2 separate regions of the Gossypium hirsutum genome follow, and region 1 is linked to region 2. Evidence: chromatin contacts called from public Hi-C data. All regions are on one chromosome and are shown on one strand. The core of a region is the stretch at or near the end of the contact, and the rest is flanking DNA. Distances in the headings are between cores, read along the strand shown.

Region 1 (2,700 bases), core at 76-2,575, 190 kb before region 2:
ATAAAGATCATCATTAAATCAGCATGATTTCATAGACTTTTTTATATTGAGAGATGGATAAGACCTTCCAAAGGAATAGTTGACATTTTACAAAATGGAGATCATCTCTGGTCCCTGGCTGTTATTTTGTCCTTGTGGCCTACAATAACAAGCAATGAAACCTAAATCATCTACTCTCTTGATTTTACAAGGATAAATTGAAGCTAAGACCTATTGAAGATCATGTTTCAGAACTTGTAGGAAAACAAAGAGCATAGTGGTGGAAGATCCCACAAGGCTTCACCAGATTCATTGACAGTTTCTATACACTCTTGAACTCCATTCATTGCATAAAGTGAAGCTGATATTTGTCTTTCCACTTTCATCCTCTCGAATTCTGTTAACTCAGAACCAGTTTCCTCTGGAAAATTCATGATTTCTTGTGTATAAAGAAACCTGTTAAACCCTGTTTCACAGATATAAGAAAAATCTGATTGAGAAGATGCACACTCTAATTCCCTTGTGCAATTGCTCATATCAGGTTTATATGCATCATCAAACAGCTGAGTATCTTGAACCATTTCAACAGGAGAAGAATTCTCATTGCTTAGGCCTCCGCCGCTATTACAACTACCGCTGCTAGTAGTAATACTACAGCTGGGGCTGGGGCTGAGGCTAAAACTTGTGGGGGCTGAGGCTAGAACAGTTTGTTGTTTAGCTTCTTTTTTGGTGTTAAGAAGATTACGAATCCGAGAAGCAAGAGGAGAATCGAAGGAGACGTGAGTAACAAAGTTGGTGCGAGTATTGGAACCACGGAGAAGGCAAGCAGCTTCATCATAAGCTTTAGCAGCATCTTCAGCAGTGTCAAAGGTGCCAAGCCACATCCTGATATTTTTGGTTGTGTCTTTGATCTCAGCTACCCATTTACCAGAAGGTCTTTGTCTTACACCAACAAACTTGTTAACCTTATTGATCTTTTTATTTCTTCCCTTGAATTTGCTCCCCTTGCTAACAGGAATAACTGATTTTTGTTGTTGGAACTGGATTTCCATCGGAATAGAATTGAGGGGGGGGGGGTTTAAAAGGTATCAATGGTGAAGAAGAACAGAAGGTGTATCCTACTACTTGGTCGATTGTCAATGAATAATGGGGGATTTATATGCTTAAAAGGAGGTCTGAGTTTTCTATAAGCGATTTAGCTAACCACCCAAGATTCTTTGTGTGTGTTTTCTTGTGTTTGTCTTATTTCAGGTACTTATGCTTGCTTTTGACTTTCACTGCAATGTCTTATGTGCCCCTTCTCCAACTTGTGATTTTTTAAAGCATTATAAAAAGGGGCCAATAAAAAAATTCTTGGAAGAGTTGGCAAAATTGTCTGTGATGGATTCATCCAAATTATTTATGTTCATTTCAAGACAAAATCTACCTTTTCAAGGACAAGAATGTAATTTTTCAACCCAAGAACAATATATATATTTTTAAGACAAACCTCAAACTTAGGGCAAGGGCAAGGAGGTTGGTTAGTCCTTGTCTAGTTGTCCCCATTCTCTCCCAAGAGTCTCACCCTTTTAACCAAGTCAAAATTTAAGACAAATTTAAAAAAACAAATTTCAAGAGAGCCTCAAAGCTTGCCACTTGGAGGGACTAGAGATAATCCCCTGGAATCTCAGATGAACACAAAAAAGTATGCTTCAAAAACCTATTGCTTACTTGACTCAGACAATTGCACCTACTCTTTAAATTACTCACCATTACCTCATAACAGACAAAACTATCAACAGATTTTTTGATCTTATGCAAGCAAAAGGTAACAAGCCATCTTCGGATGTCATCGACAATAAAAATATACGTATATACATATATAAGACCTTGTCTTATTTCCATGAGAAATCCAAACAACCCTAATAATTAAAGTGGCCTTGAAAGGTATATCATGCAAGGTAACACAGTGCTACAGTACTGATTCATCATGGTTAGCTCTCCAACCTTCCTTATAGGATTGGATGTCAGTTAAATTTCAACTCTCTCCAGAAGCCCTTCTAATTGATCCCTAATGTCGACCTGAATGTAATTTTCTTGTGTCAAGTAATTTGTTTCCCTCCAGGAATTGTAAACCCTCATTAAATTCTTGCTTTTGTTGCTGTTCATTTTAGTTTTGCGTGTTTCTCCTATGAAAGTCCGGTTTTAGATTTTCTCGATGCATTGAATTAGTAGGTGTCACAAAAAGATCACTGTTAAATTGCAGCATGTTTATTCAATGTTGTAGAAAATCTTAAATCTAAAGGAATGCGTTTGATGTTTGCTTGATGATGAAAATGATACTAAAACCATCATTAACAATTTGAGAGAAAGAAACGGACCAATTACAAGTCCCTTGTATTATTATTATGCACTTCCTATACCAAAATTTTGCTATATTCAACCTTCAACCACCATACGCATTGGCCAAAACAGTGCCAAAAAAATTATAGAACATGCTATCAAAACAATAAATAAATAGGTGAAAACATTACTCACCAACAAAACCCTCACCACTTTCTACTTTTCTTTTACCTTCTATTATATAAAATCCATAATTGATTTTTTGTTTTTTTAAATTTGTAGAAGGCTAAGAATACAGGAATCAGAAGCTTTCCTCATCAATGACACCATAACTAGGATGATAGAATTGATTGCAAAGCAAGCTGCTGCTGTGGCTGCAAGGATGACCAGGTTGATGCC
Region 2 (2,700 bases), core at 177-2,676:
AACAATCATTTTCCAATAACGTTAATTTTCTGTTCTTTTAATCAGGATCCAAATAAAATATACAAAATGCAGCTATCCTCATCAATAAAAATAATAAAGAAAAACTTAAATCGAAACAAAAACCAACACAGGCAAACAAATAAATGAGTAGAAACAATTCGAAAGTTGCAAAATGTTACCGTTAAAAGGTTGTTCATTGTGGAAAGATGAACAAGACTAAACGAAGCTTCAAAGAGAAGAAACAAAAAATGGAGAAAGCTAAAACGATATTATTATTAATTTTAATTAATAATAACACTATAACTATTATAATTGTTGATAAGACCTGGTTTTTTTTTTTACATTTAAAAAAACCAGGTCTTTTTTTAAATTTTAAGGTTTCAACTTTTTTTTTCCTTTTTATTTTCCCTGTGAATTTTTAAGAGAGAAAAGGGAGAAACAAAAGAGGTGGGGATCCGTTTCAGAAGAATGGCAAAAGCAAACTTCAAAAAAGCGTGGAGACAGATTATCAAGTACGGTGAATTGTAGGGAAATTATTTAATCATAGGCGTTGAAATTTGTAGGTCCCTGGTTTGATGGATGATTAACGGTCATTGTTGATTAGACACGGTTTCAGATGAGGAACATTCTTTCTCTTTTAGAGTTTAGGCCGCGGAAACTCGAAACTTTGGCTTTCCTTGTCTGAAAATGATTCTTTTTAGTTTACACATTTGTCCTTGTTACCTTCATTTGTGGGCGGCGCCACGTTGGAGCAAAGGCTACAGCTACACAAGGTTGTTTTTTCAACCCATTTTAAACATAAATTTTATTTAATATTTTTATAACCTTTATTATAATTATAATTACATTATTTATAAAATATATTTAATATTGCACATATATGAAGGATAATGTTTATAAATATATGACCAAGTGGTGTGGGTTTTTTTTCTTTTTATTTAAAAAATCATTTTATTGTTTGAAGTATAATACGCATAACTATACTCAATTTCCTTTATCGACTTTTATTTAGATTAATAAATATTTTTTTGTTAGAATTTGATATTACAATATAAATTATTAAAAATTGATAAAAATAAAAATAAAAATAAAAAATTATAAAATATATTATATATTATATATTATTTGACTGATTTTATTGGAATTTTTTAAAATTATACTGACAGATAATTTTCGTAGTTAGAATTTTTAAACGTATATTTTTGCAAAAAAATTATATTATTTTTGAGTTAAAAAACATATTATTTACTATTTAGTATATTAATAGTAGAAATTTTTTTATTTTACAAATAAAAACTATTAAGTAAAAATATAATATATAATAATGTATTTTTAAAGTAATATTTTTCTTATCAAGATCTAGAAGGGGGTTTTTCATCCTCTGGCTCAAACTTTTTATTTACTTATTATTTTCTCTTATTCAACGTTCAACATTTTCATCCCTTCAACTACCTTGGATCATTGGCGGGCTGATTCAATCAAATATTCAATACCCAACTTACCCCTTTATATAAAGCAATTGAACCTTCCCCATTTCCCACATAACTCTACTTCTGTCTTAAAAAAAACCTTTGCATCTGCCTGTCTTAGCAAGTCAAAGGTACATACATCTCTAGATTTCATTTTAATTATGTTGCCTTTGGATCTTTATTTCATTTTTCTGAAAGCTTGTTAATATGAAGGGTTTGATTTTTAGTGATCAATTGTTTTGATCGTTTATCTGGGGAAAATGAATCTGGGTTTCTTTTCTTGGCTTGTGAAATGATGTAGAGATAATCATCCATGTTGATGAATATTGTATGTTGAATATATAAGATCTTGATAGTCTTGTGTGTCTGTCAAAGGTAATTTAGTGCTGGGGTTGCATTGGGGAACTGTTTTTCTTGTTTCAGATATTTTGAATATTGTTACATGTTGTAATGTATCAACCATTCCTTACACAGTTAAGTTTAATTGTACTCTGTACTTGCTTATTTATATGCAGCATTTCTTTCAGGGAATTTGTAATAAAAAATAAAACATAGGAAAGGTTTACATTCGAGTTTGGAGAAGAAAGAAGTGTATTTCAAAGTCAAAGGCAAAGGATATGGAGCCAAGCCATGAGAAGGAAGAGAAGCTAAAGACCAAATCAATGGAGAAGGAAAAGCTAATGCATAAGGAGGAAAAGGGAGAGAAACATAAAGAGAAGGATAAGGACAAATCGAAGAAGGAGAAAGAAAAGAAGAAGAAGAAAGAGAAATATAGAGAAGAAGACGAGGATAATGAAGTTGGAGAGATGAAGAATACATCAGAAGAGAAAAAAGTTAAGAAGGAGACGATTCACAAAGATGATGAAGCTGGTGTGAACAATGAGAAGAAAAATAAAAAAGATAAGGAAATGGAGATGAAGAAAGAAGGGATCATAGAAGAAGGCGAAGAGAAAGATGAGAAGAAAAAGAAGAAGAAAGACAAGGAAGAGAAAGAGAAAAATAAAGAAAAGAAGCATGGCATAGAAGAAGATGAGAAGAAAAAGAAGAAAGACAAGGAGGTTAAGGAGAAAAAGAAAGAAAAGAAGTTGAAAGGTGAAGAGGAAGAAAGACAATGAGGCAAAGGATGATGAAGAAATAGAAGAGAAAAAGAAAGACAAAGAGGTAAAAGAAAAGAAGAAGAAGAAGAAGAAGAAACTTAAGAGAAAGCAAACATATATGCATGTAGTTTAGC

Evidence for each region. A called contact is a pair of places that touch in the nucleus more often than the background predicts.
Region 1: a Hi-C map of leaf shows a contact between it and region 2, with 1.8 times the contacts expected there. The contact joins the promoter of LOC107891736 here to the promoter of LOC107957212 in region 2. A contact is called at or near these places in 14 of 34 Hi-C or Micro-C datasets (anther, callus, hypocotyl and 3 more).

The regions. Positions count from the first base shown.
Region 1 is chrA11:95,962,859-95,965,558 of Gossypium_hirsutum_v2.1, reverse strand. LOC107891736 (ethylene-responsive transcription factor ERN1) reads right to left here and starts at 1,325. Exons shown (of 1, transcript XM_016816619.2): 1 at 1-1,325. The coding sequence starts at 1,031. The coding sequence ends at 228. It overlaps LOC107891729 (importin-5), which reads right to left. Exons shown (of 20, transcript XM_016816607.2): 20 at 2,327-2,700. The coding sequence ends at 2,634.
Region 2 is chrA11:95,771,450-95,774,149 of Gossypium_hirsutum_v2.1, reverse strand. It overlaps LOC107957212 (nucleolar protein 58-like), which reads left to right and starts at 1,426. Exons shown (of 2, transcript XM_041081741.1): 1 at 1,426-1,600; 2 at 1,997-2,700. The coding sequence starts at 2,087. The coding sequence ends at 2,584. LOC107891693 (syntaxin-132) reads right to left here and starts at 485. Exons shown (of 13, transcript XM_016816561.2): 1 at 180-485. The coding sequence starts at 197.